Regions from separate parts of the Mus musculus genome. Here regions 1, 2, 3 and 5 are each linked to region 4. The links are chromatin contacts, called in public HiChIP or PLAC-seq and promoter capture Hi-C maps. All regions are on one chromosome and are shown on one strand. Each heading gives the region's core, a stretch centred on a gene start, on an enhancer-like site or on the middle of the called end of the contact. The rest is flanking DNA. Distances are from core to core; before and after follow the strand shown.

The links. HiChIP or PLAC-seq counts read pairs in DNA pulled down with a chosen protein or histone mark. Capture Hi-C pulls out chosen DNA fragments and counts their contacts.
Region 1: a FOXA1 HiChIP or PLAC-seq map of pancreatic cancer cells shows a contact between it and region 4. The contact joins the promoter of Myh9 here to the promoter of Apol7a in region 4.
Region 2: a promoter capture Hi-C map of adipose tissue shows a contact between it and region 4. The contact joins the promoter of Apol8 here to the promoter of Apol7a in region 4. A contact is called at or near these places in 6 of 39 promoter capture datasets (the 3T3-L1 cell line, 3T3-L1-derived adipocytes, embryonic stem cells and 1 more), 2 of 484 Hi-C or Micro-C datasets (liver and round spermatid), 1 of 115 datasets of contacts at active chromatin or transcription factors (pancreatic cancer cells) and 3 of 9 other capture datasets (adipose tissue, liver and pancreatic islet).
Region 3: a contact with region 4 is called in a promoter capture Hi-C map of adipose tissue. The contact joins the promoter of Mb here to the promoter of Apol7a in region 4. A contact is called at or near these places in 2 of 115 datasets of contacts at active chromatin or transcription factors (embryonic stem cells and extraembryonic endoderm stem cells) and 3 of 9 other capture datasets (adipose tissue, liver and macrophages).
Region 5: an H3K27ac HiChIP or PLAC-seq map of embryonic stem cells shows a contact between it and region 4, with 7 times the contacts expected there. The contact joins the enhancer-like site here to the promoter of Apol7a in region 4. A contact is called at or near these places in 1 of 39 promoter capture datasets (embryonic stem cells), 1 of 15 datasets of contacts at CTCF or cohesin (embryonic stem cells), 4 of 115 datasets of contacts at active chromatin or transcription factors (bone marrow-derived macrophages, embryonic basal ganglia, embryonic stem cells and 1 more) and 1 of 9 other capture datasets (adipose tissue).

What each region holds. Positions count from the first base shown.
Region 1 is chr15:77,839,798-77,845,735 of GRCm38.p6, reverse strand. It overlaps Myh9 (myosin, heavy polypeptide 9, non-muscle), which reads left to right and starts at 3,561. Exons shown (of 41, transcript NM_022410.3): 1 at 3,561-3,779. It also overlaps the pseudogene Gm22107.
Region 2 is chr15:77,751,622-77,756,705 of GRCm38.p6, reverse strand. It overlaps Apol8 (apolipoprotein L 8), which reads left to right and starts at 1,433. Exons shown (of 4, transcript NM_001081970.2): 1 at 1,433-1,518; 2 at 3,398-3,462; 3 at 3,781-3,907. The coding sequence starts at 3,432.
Region 3 is chr15:77,018,875-77,024,615 of GRCm38.p6, reverse strand. It overlaps Mb (myoglobin), which reads left to right and starts at 1,829. Exons shown (of 3, transcript NM_001164047.1): 1 at 1,829-2,127. The coding sequence starts at 2,033.
Region 4 is chr15:77,396,271-77,401,486 of GRCm38.p6, reverse strand. It overlaps Apol7a (apolipoprotein L 7a), which reads left to right and starts at 2,377. Exons shown (of 5, transcript NM_001164640.1): 1 at 2,377-2,549; 2 at 5,170-5,216.
Region 5 is chr15:76,972,727-76,978,275 of GRCm38.p6, reverse strand. No RefSeq gene overlaps it. Among named protein-coding and RNA genes, the nearest start is that of Gm35933, 12 kb to the left of the region's middle. Within about 2 kb of position 4,140, at least 164 of the 459 cell types and tissues checked have an H3K27ac peak or open chromatin away from gene starts, as enhancers often do. A contact at or near this core is called in adipose tissue, embryonic stem cells and pancreatic cancer cells, where this site is marked.

The sequences.
Region 1 (5,938 bases), core at 2,312-4,811, 440 kb before region 4:
CCCCCCCCCCCACCCACCAGACAGGGTTTCTCTTGGCTGTCCCAGAACTCGCTCTGTAGACTAGCATGGCCACGACCTCAGGGATCCGCCTGCCTTTGCCTCGGAGGGCTGGGATTAGAGGCGTGTTGCTACCACCGCCAGGCTGTTCATTATAATTTTTTAAAGTTGAGGAAAAAAATAAATAAATAGAAAAGGAAAAGATTGCTAAACAGGAGGAGGCCTGGGTGGAGCATGGACTTGGCAGTTACCTCCGTGGCTGGCACAGTTGGCAGAGTGGGTTGAACCCCAAGAATGGAGATACAGGCTGCACGGAAGAGAGCTTCTGCGGGTCAGCAGACAGTGCATCGCTGTGCGCCTGCGCAGCTGGTTGCCTGTGACTGGCGTGTGGGCTGGTTCCACGGCTTAGTAGATGAACTTGGACAGTCGTTTAATTTTGCTGAGTTTCACCTTTTCTCACCTGCAGAATGGGGATGATATCATTGTGAGGATGAAATATGCTAATTGTTAGGTAAGGCACTTAATATAGCGCCTGCCACACAATAAAAAAAAAAAAAAATTCTTTCAGTGTGCGACTCTTACAGAGGAGTGGGTAGCCTAGGTCCAGACCAATCAGAAGGATCCCAAGCAGTTGAGCCTGTGTTGCTGCAGAATGTCCACCACCTATGTCACCAGGCTAGGGAGGAAGACGCAGGAATGGGTCGAGGAAGAGTGTTCCTGGGGGTTTCTAGAACATCTTTAGGGATTGGGGCTGTTGATATTCTTTCTCTCTTTTCATGTCTGCGTATTAAGCAAGTGTAGACCAACTTATCCGCTTACTTTTTCAAACGTTTCCATTTTATGCGCACTGGTGTTTTTGCCTGCTGCCATGCATGCCTCTGTGAAGGTGTCAGATCTTGGAGTTTCAGACAGTTGTGAGCTGCCTTGTGGGTGTTGGCTTTTGAACCGGGATCCTCAGGAAGAGCAGTCACCGCATTCAACCTCTGAGGTATCTTTCCAGCCCCTATTATTATTATTAAAGATTTATTTATTATATGTAAGTACACTGTAGCTGTCTTCAGACACACCAGAAGAGGGTGTCAGATCTCGTTACGGATGGTTGTGAGCCACCATGTGGTTGCTGGGATTTGAACTCTGGACCTTTGGAAGAGCAGTCGGGTACTCTTACCCACTGAGCCATCTCACCAGCCCATTATTATTATTTTTAAGACAGGGTCTTGTTATGTAGTCCAGGCTGGCCTCCAAACTCACTCTCTGCTTCAGCCTTTGGAGTGTTGTGAGTATTGGAATTAGAAACAGGAAATACTATGTCTGGTTCCATTTTTTTCTATCGAGTGACTTTTCTCTCACTACTTTTTCTTTTTGTGTGTGTGTGGGGGGGGCGGGGTCTAATTACATAACCCGGGGCTGTCATGGAGCCCATGAGTTCTAGCTTACCTCTGCCTCAAAAATGCTGAGTACTAGGATTTAGGACATGAGCCACTAAACCTGCTGCTGAGGTAGTAAGCTTTCTCTTTGGCCAGGGGAGTCCCAGGGATAGAATACAGGTCTGTCAGCAGGTACCTTTACTTGTTGAGCCATTCGGCAGTTTTAAGCTTCTGTGAACGTTTCTGAACATCCTTTGATGGATCTAAATACTCATCTTCTGTTGGATAAATGCTTCGGAGTGGAACTCTTTTTTTTTTTTTTTTTTAAAGATTTATTTATTATTTTATGTAAATACACTGTAGCTGTCTTCACACACTCCAGAAGAGGGAGTCAGATCTCATTACGGATGGTTGTGAGCCACCATGTGGTTGCTGGGATTTGAACTCTGGACCTTTGGAAGAGCAGTCGGGTGCTCTTACCCACTGAGCCATCTCACCAGCCCGGAGTGGAACTCTTGAGGTCTCTATCAAGCTTTAGTAAATAGAGCCAAGGACAGGCGTGCTTAGCGGGGACTGGCCCTAAACTCATTATGTAGCCAAGAGTAGCTCCTCCTGCGCCTCCCTCTGCAGCGCTGAAATCACAGGTGTGTGCTACAGGCCTAGTGGAGCCACTTTCCCAAAGTGGTTGGAGAAGCGCATGCGTATTCCTGTCAGCACCTGATGAGCTCCACCTCCTCACCGGCTCTAACAATGCTGGGCTTTTTTTTTTTTTTTTTTTTTTCCGAGACAGGGTTTCTCTGTGTAGCTCTAGCTGTCCTGGAACTCACTCTGCAGACCGAACTCAGAAATCTGCCTGCCTCTGCCTCCCGAGTGCTGGGGTTAAAGGCATGGGCCACCACTGCCCGTACATCTCCAGTCTCTTGATGATTAGTTTTAAAAGTAATTATTGGCTTTATATATTTCACACCTTTGAACTGCTTGTCTGTGTAGTTCAGGCTAGTCTTGAACTCCCCCTCCTACCTCAGACCTCTTGAGTTCTGGTATACCACCCACAACCCCTGGATGGTTCAGCCTTTTAAAAATTTTTTAAATTTTTCTTATCAACTGGGAAGCAGTCTTTGCTGTAATGTGGGTAGCAATCACTGGTCATCTGGGCTGCAAAATCTCTTTCTTTCTTTAGCTGCTTTTTGGCTTCAGAATGTAAGTTTTCCCTGAAGTTTATATGGAAGGATCATTTTAACTGTGTTAGCAAGAACATTCCAACAGTTAAGAGCAATGACGAGAAATTTGCCTTCATAAAGCCATTTGAAAGCATTGACGTGCTGCAGGATCGACCACATAGATCAATGGACACAACTCGGAAACGGACAATTTGGGCAGAAAATAATGCGTGGACAAATTCCTGATAGATTAATGGCAAAGTACATTTTTTTAAATGAAAAAAAAAATCCTCTCGTGGTTAGTAACCAAAATAAAACAAATGAAATCTACCCTTAAAATAATTTAGTGACAAATATCTGAGATGTGTGTGAGTTAATTATTCAAAGGTTAAGAGTGGCTTAGACTGCATTCCAGGCAGAGGTACTAGCCAGAGCAAAGGTTCAGAGGTTGGAGGACAGCCGCGAGCAGGCTCCAAAATCGAACTCAGGACGCCCACACGGAATGCAGGGTTGAAGCCATGACCGCCCCCACAGCCATCATAATTATGTAAAATACCACTTTTCCCATATATGGTACTTAATATCTGTTCTCCTGGTAGGACAGGACGAAGGGAAAACACGGTTCGCTGGGCGGAGTGTCAGAGCCTCAGACCTCCCCAGTACGCTCCCTCCGGCCCCGGCGCGGCCCAAGCTGCACACCAGAGCCGGGACCAGGAGCCCAGCGCGCCTGAGCCGCTTGCTTCTGATTGGATGAAATCCGCGTCAATCCTGGTCCTGTAACCTGGCTGTCCATTGGACCCGCCCAACAAGGCGTGGCTCCCGCCTAGGAAGCGCGGGTGGAAGGTGGGGTGGGCGGAGGTGGGGACAGATGGGGAGGATGAATCTCAGCACTCCGGCTTCCATCTCTTGTCTGTTTATAGGCCGAAAATCTGTCAGTTTAGGCCAGACTCCTGTTGGATTGGGCAGTGTGGGGAGAGGGCGGGGACTCTTGGAAGCTCCACCCACGAGCCGGCGGCGAGCTGTAGACCCGCCCTCCTCTTGGAAGGGCGGGGCAGGGAGGGCGGCGCGCACCAGAGCTGGGTGCGGTGAGGCGCGCAGATCACCGCGGTTCCTGGGCAGGGCACGGAAGGCTCAAGAACCTGACCTGCTGCAGCTTCCAGTCTCGCGTTCGCCCCACCCCGCCGCGCCGCCCGAGCGCTCGAGAAAGTCCACTCGGAAGAACCAGCGCCTGTTCCCCGGGCAGACCCAGGTTCAGGTGAGCGAGCTTTGCCGGTATGTCCCGCCCCGGAGCTGCCGAGCGCGCGCGCGCGGCGACAAGACTCGAGTCCTTTGGGGCGGACGGCCCTGTGGTTCTCGGCCTCCGCGTGGCGGGTTTCAGCGCGGTCGGGTGCGACCGGACTCCGCATCCTCACCCGAGGGGTGATAGGCAGCGAGGCCTCGGGGTTAGGGAACCGGGGGACGCAGTCCCCGGCCCTACAGGATGCCCTTCCCGGTCGGGGCACTGGGAGCTCGGCCTGCTCCTGTCGCCTCTGCACTCCCGCCTCCCCGACGGCCAGCTCCGGCAAACTTTTTAACCCCTTCCGGGACGCAGCAGTCCCGGAGATCTCGGCCGAGCCGGCCGGATGCGTTCGTGGGCACGGGGCAGCAGCTCCTTTGTAAGTTTGGCAAAGGGAGGTAACGGGCAGGCGAGGACCGCTTGGCAGCTGTCAGGGCGTCCTCCTGAGTCAGGATCGGTCGGTCCCGCCGCAGACATTGCGCCCGGCACGGTTTCCGCCGTCCGCTGCGGACTTCCTCATTTGTCCGTCAGCCCTTGGGCCGGGAGGGGGCGGGGAGAGGTACTCAGAGTGCGTGGGAAAAGGGGTCCCAGCTGCCGAGGGGCTCAGGGCGCAGGAAAAGAACCCCCCCGTCTGACCTCATTCAACCTTGGATTTCTATTGCCCGAGGTCAGAAGGCCTGGGTCTGCCGGCAGCTGCCCCGTCGCCCGGGCAGGCGTGCACCTGATTTCCACCGCACCTTGGGACGCCACGCCCGGGCCAGTCTCTGGGAGCTGGCCCTGACTTTAAGACCAGGCCGGGCAGCCGCATCTTTTATGTTTGATGAGAGGCGGAGTTTTGAAGACATCCCCCACTTCCTTGCACTAGGGTCTTCACCTCATCCTGTTCTGGAGCCACGCCTAAGGCAGGAGCTGCACCCCGCTCCTCCGGGTCCCCATCTCTCCCAGGCAAACTGAGTCAAGTACCCTCTATGACTTGCTTGCGGGCTGTAGTGAAACTGAAGGCTGGGTGGGCTCGGGCGGGTGCCTAAGGCCCCACCCAGCGGTGTTAGGGAAAAGGTCCCTGGGAAGTCCCAGGTCTTGGAGACCCGGAGGCTGCCTCGGCTGGGCTACAGGGAGGTCCATCGAGTTCTCAGTTCTCTGAGCGGTTTTCTGGATTAGCAAGATTTCAAAGTAACTTGCGTGCTTCCTACAGCAGCACCTATACCAAAATTGGAACGATACAGATTAGCATGGCCTCTGCGTAAGGATGACACGCAAATGCATTGAGTTCCGTATTTTTTAGCCAACGCAGACTGGCCCAAGTATCTCTAAGAGTGGCTCACTCTCAAGCACGACTTAGGAGGTTTCTGCCTCCCAAAGGACTCCCTCCTCTGCTGTATGCCAGCCAGTCAATCTCAGGACCTCCATCTAGAACTCTCAAGCCACTAGGCAGATCTGTAACCCGCCCCGGAGCCCCTCCTAAGCCTTGACCAAGTGAAAATAAAGCTTTTTGAAACAGCAAAAATAAATAAATAAATAAATAAATAAATAAATAAAAGGTAACTTGTTCACAGAAACATTGTAGCCATTTCTGACTCCACTGTCTAGAGTCCAAGCTGATAACTTCACCTGGAGGCCTCCCTCCCTTTCTATTAAGGAGGCAATTTGCTTGAAGCCCCGTGTAGACAATCACTCAATATCAGTCAATTTATATACCAGGTTGTTATAGGTGGGGGTAGGGGGGAAGGGCCTATAGATGTGTAATTGAGCAAATATTTAACCGGGCTTCTGCCAGGGACTTTGCCAGGTGGTGTGTGTGGGGGCGGGGTGGGGTGGGTGTGAATTGAGTAAGACCTGGCCCCTGCTCACCGGCACTCTGAGACAAACCAGTGACTAGTGTGAAGGGGAGATATCAGGAACCCCAGAAAGGTACTGTGAGGCATTGGGCTACCCTGGGAGAGCCTGCTGGCCTCCTGAAGAGACTTGTGTTCTGGGGAAATTTGAAGGCATTAAAGAGTGGAGTGGTAGACTAAGATACAAAGACAGCTTGTGCTGTGTCCCAAACTAGCCACAGACAAAGGACTCAAGGAATTCCTAGGCTCAGGGGGCCACTGCTGTCCAGGGCAAGCAGGGAAACCACCATGAGGAAGGAAGACATT
Region 2 (5,084 bases), core at 184-2,683, 360 kb before region 4:
GGAATTTACCTGGTTCTGCACCTTGAAGTACTTTTGTTTGGCTGTTGAGTTAATATTAATATCAATCCTGGTATTGGTACCAGGTAAGGGGTGTGTGTGTGTGAAAACTTGATGGAAGGGAAATTATAGAAAAAAAATGATCCCAAAATTACCAGAAGCAAAAAGGGGGATTATGAGTGCCACATGTCAGAATGTTTATCTTAGTTTGAATCTTGGCTCTGCCTCCCTGGTTGTCTGACAGGGACTAAATCTGGCTCCTAAAGATGTGGACAGCCCAAAAGCTCTCATCCAATTGTCCTTTTGGGCATCACTCTGTTTCAGGGCCTATGGGGGGCGAGGAAACTGAGGGCCCAGTCAGTAGTGGGGTGATTTGCCAAGGGCAGACTAGTCAGCTGGATCACAGGCTCACATCTCCCCTGACTCCTGTTATCAGTATGTGAGGGATGAAGGCAGAAAGCAGGAGCTGTCCTGGGTGTCTGGATAGGCAAGGACACAAGGTGTGGGGACTAAGAGGGGCACATTGCCAAACACCATCCCCAGAGCAATACCAGCTCTGCAATCCTAAGATCACTGAGTAGACCATTGGGTGTGAGAGAGAGAGACTCTGAGTGTGCAGAAACGCACAGGCTAATTCCGTAGAAATTCTAGTCTCCCCATATAGCCAGGTCTGGCTCTAAACCTATCATCTTTTCATCTAAGCTTCTTCCTGAGTGCTGAGATTCTAGGTTTGTGCCACCAATGTGGCCTTTTAAGGTCCCACTTAGTGCTTCAGTCTCAGAGTAAATGGGCCAGCATGGGTCTCCACTCTGCCCACCAGGAACCTGTGTTTTCAACCGATGGATACATCACCTGTGCTGTTGACCCCCCCAAGGCCACTGCCCACCTGTGGGGTGGGGTTAGAGTCTCTACAGTGGGAGCCAGGTGCCACAGCCACTGTGGGAAGATGAAGGGGCAGAAAGAACAGGAGTGTCCCATTGTGGAGTGGGAAAGTCTCACTACAGGGTCAGCCACAGCAAAGACACGGAGGTGTCATGGTCACTGAGGCAGGATAGACTTGAAGGTGTATGTATGATAGAAGCAGGGGCTGGTTGGGAGGGGGGAGACTGCAGTGGGCTTGAGGCCTGGAGTGCTGACTAAAGGGGATTCAACTTGACCCTGAGAGATCATCAAGGACCCCTTAGAAGGAGCAAGGTGTCTTCCCTCCCTCCCTCCCTCCCTCCCTCCCTCCCTCCCTCCCTGCTCTGAGGATGCCCTGAAACCATCAGAAGGGATGGGGTTGGAGGGTTGCTTTGCGCAACTCTGCTCGGGTTCCAGCTGGGAAGAAGAGGGCTCCTATCAGGGCTGCACAGCCAGCCAGGAGCAGGGCAGGGCAGGGCAGGGCAGGGCAGGGCAGGGCAGGGCAGGCCTGGGCAGGGCAGGGCAGTCCTTCCCAGAACAGCCTTTCTGTAAACTGAGTCACAGCCCCCATCAAGAGGTCTACCATGCCCACATCAGCACCCAGCTGCAGCACAGGACCAGGTCAGTGCAAGGCTTTCCTGAGGGGCCAAAGAATGGAGACTGGGGACTTTTCCTTGCCTATGAACGTCTTTGCCTGGGGGTGGGGAGTGAGTAGTCACAAGTATGACAACAATAACAAAATGGAGAAGATTTTATCTGCTTATGAAAGGAAAGAATATTAATGAACCATCTGAGAAGATATTGAGACATGCTCCCCTTTGTTGCTCTTGCAGGTGGTAGGTGCCTTGACAGAGCTCCATAGAGGTGAGGGGAGCCAGGCAAGTCTTGGTTAAATTAACCCTGTGGTAGTTAACCCTATAATGGGTTGCTGGACCAAACTTTTCTCAGTGTACCTTGTGTGCATGCAGAGCTGGGCAGTATAAAAAATGACAGTGAAGACAGAAAAGGGACAGACACACGTGTAAAGGCCACTTCATCTCATCTGGTGAACTGGGGGACATTTGCAGGCCTCTTGCTGTTTCTGCCAGGCCTTTGTGTGCCTGGAAAATACCACCAGAAACAATTCTTACTGTGCCCTCACACACACCATCCCAGTGGGACAGAACTACTTTTAGCTTTCTGCCTACAAAGTAAGTTAGTTATTTTAAGGTTTTTTTTTTTGTATTTTTCTTTTTTCTTTTTCTTTTATTTGTTTTGTTTTTATTTTTTAGAAATAGAGTGTCACTGTGTAGCCCTGGCTGGCCAGGAATTTGATCTGTTGACCAGGCTGGCTTTAAATTTACAGAGATCCACTTGCCTCTGCTTCCAGAGTGCTGGCATAAAGACATGTGCCACCACAGCAGCCTAGACTTATTTTTCAAATGTGTGTGTGTGTGTGTGTGTGTGTGTGTGTGTGTGTAAGGCAGAGGACAACTTGCAGGAGTGAGCTCTGTCTTTCCATTATGAGGGTCTGGGATTGAACTCTGCCCATCAGCCTTAGCCACAAGCACCCTTACCTACTGTACCATTTTGCCAGACCTCTAGACAGATCTTGAAGAGGTAATCTGAAAGGCAGACAAAGTTCTATTAAAGGAGAATGTCCTTTGCACTACTGTCTACATAAAGGATTGGCTATGACGTGAGGTTCCATGGTTAGCGATGGCAGATGGGCAGCCCAGAGCAAGTACTGAAACAAAGGCAGGAAGTGGCAGGATTCTAAGCCCTGGTTAGATTCAGGACCCTGCAGAAGCAAGGAGAGAGAGAGAGAGAGAAAGAGAGAGAGAGAGAGAGAGAGAGAGAGAGAGAGAGAGAGAGAGAGAGAGAGAAAGAGAGAGAGAAAGCGAGCCCTGGGCAGTGGTGAACTTGTACCCTGAAGGGCACAGGCATTGCTGTGGATGGGAAGCTGCACACGGACAGGAGGATAGCCTGCTAGAGTTTAAGGGACCCAGGCTTAGTCAAGGGGCGGGGGAGGGACATGGCTCAGAATAGCCAGAGTTCACGTGCTGGTATGAAGACTGGGGATGCTAGCTAGCCTCGTGGTCTTCCCTCTACATTGAGATGGGGTCACCGTGTGGTGGATGCCTAAGGAGCCCTGCGTGTCCCAGACAGTCACCACCAGCTCTCACCCTCAGTTCCCATGTGTTCCTACCCTCAGAGGGCTGCCAGAGCATCCCTCCTCTTCTTGCCTTCTGTATACAAAGTCAATTATTTCCTACAAGCGCACCATCAGCTGATTCCAGTGGGACAGGGCACCTTCACCTTGGCTGGAGTGGGAGATTTGGGGTGGACAGTTAGAACCAGATGCTACCAGGTTTCTGCAGAGTCCAGGGAAGAGAAACACTCTGGATAGCGTCTGGTCTGTGGCAGAGACTGTGGAGGGAACAGTGGGCTACAGCCCTTAGGTGTTTGCCTTCTCTGTAGTGATTCCCCCTTTGTTGCACAGTTTGTCTTCTTCTTGCAGCTTGGATGGACCAGAGACCCCCACACTTGACACCATGGACCCTTCAGACTGCGAGGATGCCCCAGGTAGTTACTTGTACTCCCCTGGCGTCTTCTTGCTTGTGGCTCAGACTTCCATACTGCACTTCTCTGCATTTCTCATGCAGAGAAATTGAGGACAGAGAAGGGGAGACTCAAGGGAGACTATAGGTATTCTCCCAACACCAGCTCTCCAGGGGTGGGTGTCTATTCCTGGCTCTATCCTCGGGGAGTACAGCCCGGACTCACCTCCTCCCTACCCCGCCTCCTTAGGTGGGACCAGGGCATCCTGGGAAGCTGACTCTAGCTTGGTGTTACTCAAGCTCCTCCGGTCCATCCTCCTGCCTTACTCTCCTTTCCATCCAGGAGACAGAACCTTCATTGAGGAAGCCGCTGAGTACCTGCAGCACACATCGGGCAGGGAAGACCTGAGGCTGCTGCTGACCGAAGATGGAGCCTGGGAGGCCTTTGTGGCGGAAGCTGAGTTGTCCAGGTCACCCACAGTTAAAGTCTTCCTCCCCTTTTCCTGGTTTCTCTTCCCCTTCCTGCAGATGGTGCACCCTCGTTCCTCTCCCCACCCCCCGTGTCTTCCTCACCCAGTGCCCTTGTTCACACGGGTGGCGTTCTCCAAAGCATCTCCATGGATACACGCGGAACTGTGCTTTGTGAGTGTGCTGGCGTCTCTCAGTGAAGCTGAGAGCCATCGGAAGGCTGGACCACACACTGTCCTTAAGGCTGACCTAGATTTCTTACTCCCCTGCAGGTCAGAAGTGACACCAAATGGTAACGACTGAGCGCTCTTTAGTATAGGAAATGCCTGAGAACAGAAGTTGGATCCTAGATTTTCCTGATTTTAGGATATTTTCAACTATGATACATTGTGGGGATGAGACCCACATCTCAACATGAAATAGACTGTATTTTCTTTTTTACCCCTAGCACACATCTTAACTATCTATGCACATTTTAATTTTAAAAAATATTTATTTGTTTTTATGTAAGTTTATTTGTATGTTTCCTGCATGCATATCAATGTGAGGGTATCAGATCCCCTGGAACTGTAGTATAGACAGTTGTGAGCGGCCATGTGGGTGCTTGGAATTGAACCCTGGTCCTCTATGTTCTTTTTAATGTCCTTATGTATGTGTGACCTGTCCCTTGAGGTCAACTGTGGAGCTTTCTGCTGTGGCTTCCCGACACTGCTCAAAAGACTTCCTCTGCTGGAGCCATTCACATTTAGAAGACTCACTCACTCACTCACTCACTCACTCACTCATTCACTCACTCATTCACTCACTCACTCACTCACTCATTCACTCACTCATTCACTCATTCACTCACTCATTCACTCACTCATTCACTCACTCACTCACTCACTCATTCACTCACTCATTCACTCATTCACTCACTCAGTCACTCACTCACTCATTCACTCATTCACTCATTCACTCATTCACTCATTCACTCATTCACTCACTCACTCATTCACTCTCTCACTCACTCACTCACTCACTCACTCACTCACTCACTCACTCACTCACGGTGGCTCAGTTCAAATGAACTTCCAGCCAAAGTCCCCAGCCAGATGCAGACAGTCCTGGCAGGCAGGATATGACCGGGCCTACTGATTGTATCTCAGCAGTGGAGGGCAAAAGGAAGGCACTTCATGA
Region 3 (5,741 bases), core at 580-3,079, 380 kb after region 4:
CTGGGGGGTAGGTAAGTGATGGATGGGTAGATGGATAGAGAGGGAGCGTGAAGGGATGAGAGATGATGATAGAGAAAGAATAATTGATGGGTGGACCATGGATGAAGAATGGAGAGTGGGTGGATGGATGATAAATAATGGGTAAACTATGGGTAGATGGATGAATGATGGATGAAGGATGACAAATAGATGGATGATGAATGGATTGATTGATAGGTAATAATTGGTGGATGGGAATAAATGCATAGATGGATTGATGGATAACAGCTGACCGCCGGCTGACTGGCTAATGGACAAGTGAAGGATGGGTAGAGTGGACAGATAGATGGAAACTCAGTCCATTCTCTTTCTTATAAAGCTACCTACCTTTTATCAACATTATTTCTTCAGCTCAAATTAGGTACAGAGCCCTGTGTGGAGCTCAAAAGATATACTATGAATGAAGCAGACCCTATTATCCCTCACAAGATACAAAATATTTTAAAATTTATTTTTATATGCACACGCGCGCGTGCACACACACACACACACACACACACACACACACACTCATGGAATTCAGAGGATGACAACTTTCAGGAATCAGCTTTCTTCTTCCACCACGTGGGTCTTGAGGATGAAACTCGGGCCTTTGGATTTGGAGGCCGCTGCCTTTACCCACTGAACCATCTCTGTAGCCCCCAAATGAGGTTTTCAAGAGCATGAACTATGAGTCCAGACTCACTAGAGTCAAACGCCATCTGTGTTATGTGTTATCATCCTGGGGACCATGTCAGTGTTTACCCTAAGGACTTCTCAGGGAATTTCGAGAACATGGCGCCGGGCGTGGTGGCGCACGCCTTTAATCCCAGCACTTGGGAGGCAGAGGCAGAGGCAGGTGGATTTCTGAGTTCGAGGCCAGCCTGGTCTACAAAGTGAGTTCCAGGACAGCCAGGGCTACACAGAGAAACCCTGTCTCGAAAAAACAAAACAAAACAAACAAAACAAAACAGAAACAAAAACAAAACAACAAAAAAATAACCAAAAAAAAAAAAAAAAGAACATGGCAAAGAGAAGAGGGTCTGTGCCTGGCAGAGTCCGGGAGTATTGGCTGCCATCACCCTGCTGGAAGTGCCACATGCTGCACCAAGGGAAGTGGTGGGGTAGGAGATCACAAGGAATGGGAGGAGCTGAGGGTTTCATGGAGCATGGGAGCACAACCTTGCAGAGAAAGCCAGGAGCAAGCTCAGAGCTGGGCATTCTTCAAGTCAGAGACTTGTCTTGGTTGGTTCAGCCACAAGCACAGACCTGTTGTGGCTCCTTTGTACCACTTTCAGCTGGGCTTAGGGCATCAGCAAAGTAAGAAGAGGGTGGCAAGATGGCTTAGTGGGTATGAAGACTTGTCACCACGGCTGAGGATCTGAGTAAGATTCCTGGGTCTTTTTGAAAGGAAAGAATCAATGCCTGAAAGTTGTCTTCTGACCTTTACAAACATGCTGTAGCGCACTCTCTTTCTCTCTCTCTCTCTCTCTCTCTCTCTCTCTCTCTCTCTCTCTCTCTCTCGTACATGTACATGCACACACACACGTATTAAATAAACAAAAGCAGTCAGAAAGTGAGAGGAGGAGACTTCTAGGGGTCAGCAAGATGCCTGTGCCCAAGCTTAGAAACATGACAAGTCCCTGTGGGGCAGCAGACAGGGGGAGAATTGGGTTTCAGCTGCTGGCAGTGGCTTCGGTGCCCTTTCTGTGGGCTTGTGCAAGTCCAGACAGTGACCTGGCTGCTTCCCCCTCCCCACCCCCTACTGCCCCAAGCTGTCCTAGCTCCCACAATGGCACTTGCCCCAAAATAGCTGCCCATGTGAGGGCCAGAGAAAGGCAGAGATTAGACCCCTGGAGGGTTGAGCACGGTAGCAGGAAGGGCATGTGGCACCCAGTGATCCTGGCCAGACTAGCATCTGGGAAGGTATAAAAGCCCTTCAGGACCAGGTGGCCTCAAATCTCAGCTGACAGCCAGCCCACACTCTCTCCTTTTGTCCTCTTTAGAAGCCACCATGGGGCTCAGTGATGGGGAGTGGCAGCTGGTGCTGAATGTCTGGGGGAAGGTGGAGGCCGACCTTGCTGGCCATGGACAGGAAGTCCTCATCGGGTAAGAGGAAGAGACCCTTATCTCAATACCTGTTTGCCAAGGTTCACCATATGGCGACAAGGTGGAAGCTGGCAGGGTAGACCAGTTGGCTGCAATGATGAGGTCAGATTTCACTTGCTTCTAAGTGCTGGAGACTGGAGTAGAGAAATAAAAAGGGGGATCTATCCATCTCCGCTGACGTCAGCAACCAAAGCAAGCTTGAGCATCAAACAGTCCACCAGATGAATCCTATTACGGCAGAGAGTCAGAATAATGAGGGCAGTGATAGATCTCGTCTACTAGTGTGGACTGAAAGCTTGGGTAATGTGGTTGCCTTCGGCTGCAAAGGATTCCTAGACATGCCCAGAAAAATTGCAGATTCTGAGCCTGGGCAAGGGGGTAGGGGTGGAGGGGTGGCGAGGCTCATACACAGGGCCTCACTGCTCACCCAGAGGCTGGAACTCTTCCCGGGGTCCTGGGCTTGGTTGCCTCAGAAGCCTGATGGGATATGCATGATTGATAATTCTTGGCTCTGGGGAGGAGATTGCTCTGTTGCTAGCAGCCCCTGCACTGTCTGTGAAGCTGTAGTCTGGAAATGAATTCCTTGCTATTTATGATCTAGGGTGAGTTCCCCTCCTGATCTTCACATTCTTGCATACTCCCTTAGTCTGTTTCTAACCCCTCTGCTTGGGAGCAAGGTCATCTAAGGCCAGAGCCCTTTAGGTAGCTGAGCTGGAAGGAGGCTCACCAGCTTCTGGAACACCTTGGTCTCTCAGCTTCTTCCTGCCTGTCTTTCTCCCCCCAATCCTTAAGTGCTGGGCCTACAAGCCATCTAACTGGACTAACTCCCACTCCAAATTAGCATAAATTCCTAGGCCACAGGTTTCCTATGTGACCTTGGACAAGTTGTCTCTCCTCTCTGGGCCCTATTTCTGCTTTGGACTGTTTGTCATGAGCTGAGACCACCTGTCCACTCTCGTGCCCTGAGATTTGGAGCCCGTACTCTCTTTTTGTTGTGGACAGCAGATTATTGAGGGCAAGACTGGTAGGACGGAGTCTTGCAAGCCTCCAAGGCTGCCAGGGCCTGGGCAGTGACTTGGGGCTTGAAGGAGACTCAGAGTATTGTGCCATTAGAGAGATACTCTTCCCTTCCCAGGGGAGTAATTGAGGCCTGCCAGAACCTGGTGCCAGGTGGGGCACAATGCCAAGGCTGCTGACCCTGGGAGGCCCAAGGGTCTAACACCCTATCATGTCTCAGGCTTGGGTCATGGCGCCACACCAGCTGCTCCAGCCCTCTCCACTGGGGGCACAGGGAAGTGGTCTTCCAGGGTGGCATGCCAACTCTCAGGGTAGCAAGTGTCCCATGGCACTAGGCTCCCAGCCAGTCCCAGACACCGACCCCAGCCTCACCCGCTGACCTCAGCAAGGTCATTTCTGCAAGTACCTTAGCAGAACTCTGAGGTCTGAGCTGGTAAGCACAGAATTCTAGAACGAGGAGCAAGCAAAAGATCTTTGCACTCCAGGTGGTAGGGGCTGTTCTCTCACCACTTCATGGTCAGATAGTTTCTGGTTTATTTATACCTGCATTTTTTTTAAAAAAAGGATGTACTTAATTTACTTTGTGAGTGTTTTGTCCACATATCTGGATGTGCATCATATGCATGCAATACCCAGGAGCCAGAGGAGGGCATTGGATCCTCTGGAACTGGAGTTACAGACAGTTGTGAGCTGTTGTGAGGTTGCTGGGAAGTGAACTCAGATCCTCTGGGAGAGCAGCAGATGTTCTTACTGAACCACCTTCCCAACCCTCATGATGACATTTTTGCTGGGGAAAGGATTTTGGAGCTGTGAAGGTTTGGAAATGACTGGTATTGACAGCAACCTTTCACACAATGAGAACTGCCTCAGAGAGTCACAAACAGCCTGTGCCAGTGATGATCCGCCCCTAAAAAAAGGCTCCCGGTGGTGATAATGGAGGTGAAGGTGGAGAGGAAGGGGAGGAAGTCTCACAGAGCAAGCCCTGTGTTGGATCACCTTAATGAACTTAAGTATGAACTCACGTATCACAGCTGACAGAGAGGTTTAGCAACTTGACCCAAATCACACAGCTAATACGACTGTGGATAGGATTCAAACTCAGGCCACTTGGCTGTAGCCCATGCTCTTGGTGACCCTTCTATCTACCACCCCGTGTGCTTCTAAGATGGAGTCTGATTGGGCAACTGTTTAGAAGACAAGCAGAGAGGCTTATCTTCCTTTCCCTGACCAGACAGACTGTATATGCTTTGCCTGGTGTCCTGGCAACATGATGAAGAAAGGAACCCTGGGAAACTATCCTTGGTCTCTTCAACAGGGACCGAATCAGTTGTGCTCAGGGGAATCCAGGATACGGGCTCTGGACCTCTCCCGGGACTCCATCTGTGGAACTCAGGGTTCAGGGAGCAAGTGACTGTGTGGAGCCTGTAAACCTGTACCTCTCCTCCTATAATGTGAGCAAGCCTAATGCTGTTCTGCCCAGTGCTGGGCAAAGGTGAGGGTAGGGTAATCCTTCTAGAGGTTGGGAAATCAGTTTGGTTTACACTCAGTGATTAAGACGAAGAAAGGCCGAGTGTCTGTTCTGGCATCCCACAGGACCCTGGAGACCAACCCAGAACCACAGTGTAGTATCTCTAAAGCCTACAGCCTTGAGTCCCTCTTCTGGCCCCATCCAGCCTGGTGACCTTGGGCTCACCTGTGGGTGTCAGGCCTCCCGTCTGTCAGCAGGAACTCAAGGGTCATTGTCGATAGATAATAATAGTCAGGAGCACAGGGACCCTGGACAAAGTGCCAGAGACAAGCTGTCAGTGACGCACACAACTCTGGATAGGCTCCTGGGGTGATTCTGTAATACAACCAGGACCGGGGACAGGCCCAGCCAATCTTCATGGCACCAGCCTGTGTGCATGGCTCTTCACCCACGTGAAGAACAGACTTGCATGTTTGTGTGTGTGTGCTTCTTAGAATACACACATATGTGTGTGTGCTTCTGAGAACATGTGTTGGGGGGTGGAGGGTCTGCATACTATCATTTACAATGGGATGCCATTGTGTGACAGGGACAGAGCCCAAGTGGTCACCCAGAGGATGAGGGGGAAGCCATAGGGCCTAGTTAAACCCCTGCAGGACACTCAAGCTTCCTGTGCCTCAGTTTCTCCAGCTGTCACATGGAGTCTGCTGCATGAGGCTCTTTCAGCAGGGTTCTTTTCAGTGATGGTTGCCTCGGAGTGGCTTGGAATCACAGAGCAAGAAGTAGCCCATGTATGAACCTGAGTCCGTGTAGTTGGAATGGGTACATGGTGGGGTGTTTGGGAGGGAGCTGGTGTCAACAGAACTGATAACAGACACACAGTGAAGTGCTTGAGAGGTGGGAAGGCTTGTCTGTGATGAGTGACCATGGACGTGGAAGAGGGGCGTAAAGCAGCTGACCTGAGAGGCTGTATCAAGCACCCACCCACTGGTGAGGTGAGACCATCCCCACTGTAGGGCCTTTTTTGTCCTGCCCTGTCTGGAGACTAATCTAGTCGTGCGCAGAGAGACAGGGCTCCCACACTCCCTCTGCTGGATGCACACTAGACCTCTTAGTTCCTCCTCTGAGA
Region 4 (5,216 bases), core at 1,128-3,627:
TCTCTTCAGTCTGTGGGGCTGTAGAAGGGAGGCAGAGGGTGTTCTGAGAGTCTGAGTGGGAACGACTGTCAGTGTGGGGACAGGAAGGAGGGGCACAGTCCTGTGAACAGAGCTGTGGTATGTTTGAAAGAACAAATGGCAGGCTGGAGAGATGGCTCAGTGGTTAAGAACACTGACTGCTCTTCTAGAGGTCCTGAGTTCAAATTCCAGCAACCACATGGTGGCTCACAAGCATCTGTAATGAGAATTGGTGCCCTTCTCTGGTCTGTGAAAACAGCTACAGTGTACCTATGTATAGTAAATAACTAAATCTAAAAAAAAAAAAAAAAACAAGGAAGGAAGAAGGAAGGAAGAAAAGAAAGAAAGAAAGAAAGAAAGAAAGAAAGAAAGAAAGAAAGAAAGAAAGAAAGAAAGAAAGAAAGAAAGAAAGAAAGAAAGAAAGAAAGGCATAGTCCAGGTAGGTGCTACCTATGTGCCTGTACAAGAAAAGAATATTCTAGAAACTTTGGACTACTGGAAAATAACATTTTCCCCTTTAAAGTCAAAACCAGAGCTGTGGCATTATGTACTGTCATTTTCCTCTTGGAATATCCCTTTACCCTCTGATAAATAAAGTTCAGCCTGGCTGCCCTGCTCATCACTAGGAGATGTCTGCTCTCTTCAGCTGTCACACGCATGCCAGAGTCCAAGGGAAACTAGGTCCCAGGAAACCTGAGCTCATCTCTGATCCTGGAGGTGCCCAGAGGGAAGAAGCCAGGCCACTCATTCTGGATCCCACAACTATGGAGGACTTGGAGTATAGATCGTGGAAATAATTTTTTTTCACATCTGTTTTTTTTAATTGGGTATTTATTTCATTTACATTTCCAATGCTATCCCAAAAGTCCCCCACACGCTCCCCCACCCACTCCCCAACCCACCCACTCCCATTTCTTGGCCCTGTCGTTCCCCTGTACTGAGGCATATAAAGTTTGCATGACCAATGGGCCTCTCTTTCCACTGATGGCCAACTAGGCCATCTTCTGATACATATGCAGCTAAAGTCAAGAGCTCTGGGGGTACTGATTAGTTCATATTGTTGTTCCACCTATAGGGTTGCAGACCCCTTTAGCTCCTTGGGTACTTTCTCTAGCTCCTCCATTGGGGGCCCTGTGATCCATCCAATAGCTGACTGTGAGCATCCACTTCTGTGTTTGCTAGGCCCTGGCATAGTCTCAGAAGAGACAGCTATATATGGGTCCTTTCAACAAAATCTTGCTAGTGTATGCAATGGTGTCAGCGTTTGGAAGCTGATTATGGGATGGATCCCCAGATATGGCAGTCTCTAGATGGTCCATCCTTTTGTCACAGCTCCAAACTTTGTCTCTGTAACTCCTTCCATGGGTGTTTTGTTCCCAATTCTAAGAAGGGGCAAAGTGTCCACACTTTGGTCTTCGTTGTTCTTGAGTTTCATGCATTTAGCAAATTGTATCTTATATCTTGGGTATCCTAAGTTTCTGGGCTAATATCCACTTATCAGTGAGTACATATTGTGTGAGTTCCTTTGTGATTGGGTTACCTCACTCAGGATGATGCCCTCTAGGTCCATCCATTTGCCTAGGAATTTCATAAATTTATTCTTTTTAATAGCTGAGTAGTATTCCATTGTATAAATGTACCACATTTTCTGTATCCATTCCTCTGTTGAGGGGCATCTGGGTTCTTTCCAGCTTCTGGCTATTATAAATAAGGCTGCTATGAACATAGAAGAGCATGTGTCCTTCTTACCGGTTGGAACATCTTCTGGATATATGCCCAGGAGAGGTATTTCGGGATCCTCCAGTAGTACTATGTCCAATTTTCTGAGGAACCGCCAGACTGATTTCCAGAGTGGTTGTACAAGCTTGCAATTCCACCAACAATGGAGGAGTGTTCCTCTTTCTTCACATCCTCGCCAGCATCTGCTGTCACCTGAATTTTTGATCTTAGCCATTCTGACTGGTGTGAGGTGGAATCTCAGGGTTGTTTTGATTTGCATTTCCCTGATGATTAAGGATGTTGAACATTTTTTCAGGTGCTTCTCAGCCATTCGGTATTCCTTGAACCAGTTTAAACAACATGCTAACACAGTGAACCTATACGCAGGCACGCACACAGTTCCCGATCACACTTAGCTCCATACAGCTGTGTATTTCAAAGTTCATTACACACATTTCCAAAAGTTTTTGTGTCCTAACAGTTTTTGCCTCTAGGTGGCGCAGCACCCATGTGTGCTGTGGACTCTGTTTCGGTGCTATGATGGCTGTTAGGACAGACCAACTGAGAAGGTAAGGCCAGCCTCTAATCTGGGCCACACCTGCTGGAAGCTTACATAAAGACTGGAAGAAGGAAGCTTTTGCTCTTGCCGGCTTGCCGCACCTCACTAGCAAGTCCGTTTCTACAATGGCACTAGGATTCCAGAGTGTACTAAAAACCAGCTGAGACATCCAGCCCTGTGGACTGAGCAGCTACGGGAGTCTCCAACCTGCCATGCGTAGACAGCCTTTGTTGGACTAGCTAAACCAGAGTCTGTGAGTCATTCTAATTCATGAATCTATATTAACTCTATATACAGAGATTCTATATACAGAGAGAGGCGCCTTCTGTAAGCTCTGTTGCTCTAGAGAACCCTGATGAGGACAGATGGTCAGTTCCCCCTACCCCACTCTGGCCTTACAAGCGAGCTAGTCTGAGCTTCGCCTCAGACCCCTGCACAAGGTTTCCTCTGCTCACTCTGCTGCCTGCTTGAGATATGGATGTGTGGCCCCACCTGGGCATCCGACAGGCCTGGCAGGGTGTTGTGACTGTCCTATAAAACTCCACATCCTGCAACCTGACAGCTACAGCAGAGATGTGCCCCAAGAGCAGGATCAATAGACATCTTCCCAACATGTAAATTCTTTGGCCACTGGGTGAGCTTTAAAGTGCATCTTTGTATTTATATGATTTTCTTTTTTTTACTGATGAGATGACTCCACCCCTGTCCCCTAAAGTCCCAAGTCCCTGTTAGCAGCATTGAACAGGAGTCTGGGCCTCAGGAGCTGACTTTGGTTTCCCTTTGGGGAGGGGACTTCAGAACACATGCCATGTCTCAGACTCTGACCTGTTCTTCCGTTTCTTAAAAGATTCTCTTCCTATCATCTTTTGACTTCATGTGAGTATGGGAAAGCTTGAGCGAGGGGGTGGGGGTCGGGGGACACGGCTGCTATCCTGGCACTTGGGTGGTGCAGGCCTAAGATTAGGAGTTCAAGATTCTCTCAACCTACACAGTGCGTGTGAGGCCAGACGAGGCTACATGGACACTTGGAGAGCTTTGGCAAGAAAAGGGAGTTATGGGTTAGAAGGGTGGAGAGTGGTTCTGAGACTGAGTCACCACTGTCTTCAGCTCTCACCATAGCAACACGTACATTCATTCTCCGTTTAGTCAGGTCCCAGGAGGAGGGGCTGGCGCCTTTTCCCTATACTGCTAACCGCAGTTTCTTTCCTTCTTCCTTAGCTCCCAAGGCAATCTCAGTGCAGTTTCTGTTTCTGTTTTTATGAGGTCCACCCCTCTGCAAAATCACCTGATCACTGGTGAGAACAAGGAGTGAACACTCTCACACACGGCCTGTGTTTAGATGTGAACGTCCTTTAACCCAGTTATCTACTTATACAAATAGCATAAGGTTAATCTCAAATGCAGGCACTGACAGGAATGAGGACATTCTCTGCATTAGTATTTACATATGATAAGGTCCAGGAGTCATGGAGACAAGCAGGAGTCCAGGGCAGCCCACGGCCCGGCAGGGACCAGGCAGGACTCCAGGGTCTGATGGGACAAGGATATCACAGAAGCAAGGAGGGTGTGGTCCCTGGGAAGCCACAGGTGACCCCAGTGAATTTGCTAAGCTGAGAACCTGGTACTTGGCACAAGGCAGCGCTGTGGATACAGAAGAGCCGTTTATAGCACACACACTACACCACACACGTGTGATACAAACAGGAGGGAATGTGCTGTATTTTTAGACAGTGGAGCTTGCTCATCTGAAAGTGGGACATGGATTAGAAAGTCCCAGGTTCAAGGCCTCACTCTGTCAACACGGAATAGTCACTCACGTCAGCTAAATGTAAGGACTTCATTACCTGAGAGTAAGGAGCCCAGAGCATCACTGAGGGTAAGCATGGTGGCTTGACTAGGAAAGGCTACCGTGGGCTAATATATTTGATGCTTGGTCATTAGGGTGTGGAGATACTTGGGAGGAATTAGGAAGGGTGGACTTGGTGGAGATTGTCGTTAGAGGTGGGCTTTGAGCTTTCAAAAGCCCAGGCCAGGTCCAGTGTCTCTCTCTTCCTGCTGCCTGTGGAGCTGGATTGCAACTCTCAACTTCCCTAACACCCTGTCTGCCTCCAGGCCGCCATGTTCCCCGCCATGACAATAAATGGACTAAACCTCTGAAGCTGTAAGCAAGCCTCAGTTAAATGCTTTCTTTTTGTTTGTTTGTTGTTTTGTTTTGTTTTGTTTTGTTTTTCAAAACAGGGTTTCTCTGTGTAGCCCTGGCTGTCCTGGAACTCACTCTGTAGACCAGGCTGGCCTCGAACTCAGAAATCCGCCTGTACCTGCCTCCCAAGTGCCGGGATTAAAGGCGTGCGCAATCACGCAGGCTTAAAGCCTTGTCCTGGTCGTGGTATCTCTTCCCAACAATGAATATACAAAGTAACCATTAATAAATACACAGTTTCCTCCTGCAGATGCCTACTAAAACATTCTTCTCCATCTCTCTTTTTGTGTGCAGAGTCAGTCCTTTGTCCTAAACTGAAGCCTTCTCCAGTGTCCCCAACAGGACAGGGGTCCTCTGACTTGACTGGGGAAGAAGGCAGCGAGGCTGAAGCCACAGATCAACTTCATTAAACAACAGTGACAGAGCTCTTCTTCTCCTTCTCTTCTTTCTCTGAGAACATGCCCATTCTCTCTTTCTCTTCCAGCCCCATTACATGGCAATTCTCCTGGTCTCAATCCTCCAGGCCAGTGAACTAGCCCAAGGGAGGCTTCATAATAAGACAAAGCCCAGGGAAACAGAAAACTGTAGGTTCTTTTGTTCCTTGGGAGCCACCCTTGCGAGAACTGTGGGTCCCTAATCACTAAGCTGTGGGAATTGCTTTTTTCTCCTGTAGCCTGGTCACCTGGTGAGCTGTAAGGAACAGCTAGCTGTCAAGTCCTC
Region 5 (5,549 bases), core at 2,891-5,390, 420 kb after region 4:
ATTCTCCTTCCCGGTAGCAAAGGCGTTTACTCATCCTGAGAAGATGCCCACAAACAAATCTTTACATACCCACTGTGAGGAGGTTTTTATCTCTGCGAAGTTGAATTCCCATTTCTCACCAGGGGCTAGAACCTCAGGCATTGCCCTCCTCTTTCTGAGAGAAGGGCTGGGGGTGGGGGTGAGCTGTGCATCAGATGGGCAAGACAGAAAGGGGCTCCCCAGGCATCTGTCTCTCTCTGCTGCTGCTGCTTATCTGGGTTGCCTGGTCTGCCCTCTGATTTCCTTGGGCCTTCAGATGTGTTGGCTGTTGGAATAGGTAGCAACCACCTCCTTGGAGAGCCAGACTTCAAGGAGAGAAGGCTTCTTCTCTTTATTCTTAAAGGTTTTTAATTTTCAGTCAGTAGCCCCTCTCCCTATAACTCACGGCACAGACACTGAGAGCAAACAGCTCTGCTTCTGGGCCAATGTGCCCTGTGGCAAGGTTTGTGCCTGTACGGTGGCCCATTGAATAGTTAAGGCTGCTCAGGCCTTCCTAACTCCATTGATGACTGCTTCCATCCATAAAGAGACCGGCTTCTGCCTCAGGTCTGGAAATGTCCTGGAGATCTGGACAGCTGGCCTGAGAAGTGTCCAGTATGTCCTCACCGTCATGGCAGGGGACCTCAGGGATGTCATTGGGCATCAGTGTTGCAGGGAGGAGATTCTGTGCTACAGCAAAAGTGAGACAGAGCTGACCAAGCAGCAGACTATGGTGCTGAGTGGTTTGGGCATTTGACATCCACCAGCCATTTGCTCCTCTTAGGAGGATTCTCACAGCATAGGGAACTGTTAAAGTCAGGTCCTGGTCCACAATGAGCTTTTTAGCTTCCCTATCTAATATAGCAGACTGTGCCATGCAGACAGGATGGCCAAACAGAGAACACTGGGTCCCAACGCTTGGATAGATAAGCTACAGACCTCTGCCCTGGTCCCAGGGTCTGGATGAAAAGGTAGGATGGTTTAATTATATCTGGGTCAAGATGGGGCATGCGTCAGGGCTCCATTTAGTTTCCTGAAAACTTTTTTCCTTTTTTTCTCTGTTTCAGTTCACTTTAAAGGCTGGTCTCCTATAGGGCCAGAATAAAGGGGCTGGGCTTTTTTTAGCAAACACAGAAAACCAGAGCCTGCAATATCCCACCCAACCCGCCAAGAATTCTCCTACCTGCTTCTTGGTTTAGGGAGTGGAGATCTGTAGGATTGCTTCCTTTCCCATAGAGCAGAGAGGTAGGTTTGTTTGTTTGTTTGTTTGTTTGTTTGTTTGTTTATTGCCTTGAGCAAGCTTTGTATCCCAGACAGGAGACTTCCATTTGGCAGAGCTGAACCTCCCCCAACCCCCCTGAACTTCCGGAGTCTGGACATCTCAATGTCTGGAGCAGCTGGAGCAAATCTTTTGTATCTTTCAAACAGATGGCGGTGGCAGCTGCAGCCAATAGATCATCTACATACTGGAGCAGCTTTGGATTAGGGCGTGACACCCTGAATCTTGTTACTTCTTTTGTAATGCTTCCCAAAGAGTGTAGGGGAATTCTTGAGCCCCGGGAGGTAGTCATGTTCAGATTCGCTGGCTGGTCTCTTTGGACATTGAATCAGTCCAATGGAAGGTGAATATGGCTGGCACATTGGCACCACAGGATAGAGAAAGGATCCTTAAGGCCCAGGATTGTATAGACCTGGAGGTCTAGTGGGAGGAGGCTGAGCGAAGAATATAGATTTGGAACAATAGGAAGAATAGTTCAAGTCTACTTATTTACCTCTCAGAGAGCCTGGACTGGCTGATATAATCTGAGGTCCCTGATTTATGGACAGGCAGGAAAGGCAAATTCCAAGACAACTAGCAAGAGGTGAGACTGTTAGTGTCTAACAGCCGCTTGATATAGGGAGCAATTTCCAGCCTTTTGGTTCATGGGATATTGCCAGACCCTTTACAGGGGTAGCTATAGCCAAGAGACTTACAACTGGTGGGTGATGTGCTGCCAAGCCTGGAGATTCTCAACCCATACCCCAGGACACTGGTGGGTGATGTGCTGCAAGTCCTGGAGCAGGGCTGCTGGGTCTGGCTTTGTGTCTGCTGTGGAGTCTGGGGGAGCTAGAAGATGTTCTTCAGACAGACGGACAGTTAAACTGAGTTGGCAGTAGGTGCAAAGGAAAGTTTAGTTTCTTGAGGAGTAAAGATGGCGGTGGTGTTGGGTACAAAAACCCAAAACAGCACAAGCAGTCACAAGAGGCCAGCAAAGCAAGTTCTTTATCTTAATTAGGCAGCAAAAACTGACCAATTAGGGACAACATCACAGACTCAGGAGCCTGACTACATCTAAGAACATTTGCCGTAGTGTTTAAGCAGATTACAAAAATCTATTGTACTCCGGCTGGCTCTGATTGATCGGGGCCGAAGAACAGACTCATGCCGCTGGTTGGTTTAGGGTAACTTGCTTAACATTCACGGCTTACCTTGCCAACCAGGACGTTAGTTACCCACACACATGTCTTTCTTAGCCAAGCAAGTTACCCAGGGAGGTCTTAGGAACTTACATTTTATTTCATCTCTGTTCAAAATGGAAGTTGTATTCAAAATGGTTTCCATTTGGATCCTTCTTACAGTGGTCCCTGGTTTTCAAAGATTGGTGGAAGGGCAGTCTGGGGCCACTACAGAAGACCTGCTTATGACCCAGGCTGACTGTCCACGCTGGCATGAGGTGATTGTCCTTAATGGTGTCCATGGCTCCCCAGACTGGCATCTTTTATTGGTAACTAGTCATTTGTTTTTGTTTTTGTTTTTTGTTTGTTTGTTTGTTTTTGAGGCTTTCTCCATTGGCCATGAGCAGTCTGACCAGTAAGACACACAAAGTGAGTTGACAGGAAAGCAGCCAGCATAACCTATAACCTTTGCCTGTCTCTTTTGTGGCTCACCAGCCACCAAGACAGCTTCACCTCTGCCTTTCCGTGCTCAGTTATTGCAGACTTTGGGGCCACCTTGATGAACCGACAGGTATCCAGCCCTGTAAAACCCTTTCGCTTTTGGAGATTTTTCGGATATCCGAAGCTGACCGAGGGACAAAAGCCAAATTTAACAGCCTAGGGTTTTCCCTAGGGGGGAAAAGGGAGTATAAATTCTGAAAGTTTCTTTGAATCATGAGAAATGCCCCCAAAAGACTCCTCTGGACCCCAAAGAACCTCGGTAGTCTTAAACAGTTAAGACTTAAGGCAGTTTTTTGAGCTGCACCTGAATTCTAGTCATTAGATACCCGTGAAAAGTGTCCAAGGCCTGGGAACTTGTGTACGTGCTGTACGGGGTCCGAGTCACGATGCTTGGATGGAAAAGCTACTTTAAAAGCATTCAAACCAGTGACTGAGGCTTAGAAGTCTCTGCTCCAAACATCCCCAACACACAGGAGTTGCCAGGTCTGGACGACAGATTGCAGGAGGGCAGTTAGGGCTTGGGACTTAGTTAAAATGGAGTATTCGGATCTGAGTCTTCTAGTTATAGGGATCTGAAGCAGACTAGGAAAAGGCGGTGCCCTTCCTCTAAATCATGATGAGGCGGTGCCTCCAGTGACAAAAAACAGAGGCTGGAACCTGAATCCAGGGCATGGAGGGCTCTCAAGAGGAAAACTAAAGATGGTGAAGGAAGTGCAAGAAGTTGGGGAAACCAGATACGCCACGTGACCAGTAATAGCCACGGAGCCGAGGGTGGGGGTGGTGTTAAGGAAACAAAGAGTTTAGATCCAGGAGAAGCCAGTGAAGTAGGGGTGGGGTGCGGAGGTGGGCAGGGTGCGGTGGGACTTCATGGAGGAGTCTGAGGTTGAGCGGGAGAAGGAAGAATCTGCAAGAAGTGGAGTAGATAGGTTGTAGACAAAGGGAAGGGAGACCAGTAGAAGGTTCCTTGGCCTCTGAAGGCAGCAGGACAGGTGGCGGAGGCTGGCGACAAGGAGCCTACCCGCCAGAACCAGAGCAGGGCGTGTACACCACCTCTCCCTCCCCCAGCCGCCCCCCCCCCCCCCCAAGCCCTTCTGCAGATCTTCCGTCCTCCCTGCAGGACCAGGAGTTCCGCATCCGGGATGGGACTGGGCCGGGGCCCAAGTGAGCACAGCCTCTTCAAGTCCCGGGGACTTTGCCATGTGAAACAGGTCCGGGCTCGGGCCCGACCGCGGCTCCAGAACCACCCTCCATTGTCGATCCCCGGGCCCGAGAGGCGCCGCGGGAGGGGTAGGGGCTGTGGCTCCAGGACCTGGAAATTTCCAATCTTTGAGAAAAAAGAAGACATTTCTAGCCCGGGAAGGGGGTGGGGGTGGGGATGGGGGGTGGGACACTGGATACGAACTAGTAACAGCATAGAGAGGGCGACACCTACTGGCAGAATCCTGAAAAACTAGCAGAATGTCAGAGTCAATGTCCACAAGCAACAGAATCAAGAAATCAAATCAACAACTAACTCCCTAGGCTAAACTTGCTTGTCAGGCATTTAATCATTCACACAGTTGGCCATCCATCCATCCATTCAAGCAGAACCGAAACCATATCTCTCCTGAGAGGCGGAATCATAACGCACGTCTCCACTACTGGGGTCCCAACTCAGTGGGAAGGACTGGGAAGAAATTGATCAGAAAATTTCTTCCCAAAGCAGATTTTCTTGGCTTATCCCCTTATCCAGAAGACTCCCCGTCGGGGGCTATCCCTTTTATCCAGAAGGCTCCCTGAGGGGGTTTATCCTCCTCAGCCAGAACCAAAAGCCAGAACCAGACTCACCTCTGAGGAGTGTTAGACACACAGCAGTCACTCCAGCCAGACCTCTCCAGAGAAGAGGAGCCTTGGAATGTCTGTCAGGGGGCACCCCCCACCCTGTAGCCTCTCCATGGCCAGGAAGGTGTGAGCTAGGCTGAGTCCCACAGAGCATGGGGGAGCTCAACAGGGGCCTCCAAATGAAATGATAGTTACTTCCACGCTAGAGACTTACTGGCAGTCATTCGGATTAAGTCAATAAAAGTTCTGAGTCAAGCCGGGCGTGGTGGCGCACGCCTTTAATCCCAGCACTTGGGAGGCAGAGGCAGGCAGATTTCTGAGTTCAAGGCCAGCCTGGTCTACAAAGTGAGTTCCAGGACAGCCAGGGCTACACAGAGAAACCCTGTCTCGAAAACAAACAAACAAACAAACAAAAAAAGTTCTGAGTCCTTTTTAATGGCCAGACCAAGAGTGGGCTCACCCCTCTGATATGAGAACTTTTGGTCTCCAAGCTCAGGGGTACAGCATTTTTAAAGACAACCACAATTACATCAGTGCTTAGGGAGTTATTACATTAGTGAGGGATTTGGAGTGGCCTAGTAACATCTTTGCAAGGTGCAGCAACATCTTCCAGACACCACATATTGTGTTTAGACCATGGTCAATGTTATGGACCATCCAAGGGCCCTCACCGAGGTGAGTGTGACTATTGAGGGTGGATAGGGCAGAGTGACCAGGCAGGCACGCATAACGCTAAGATAAGATGGCTTCCCTTAGCCACATCAGACTACCCT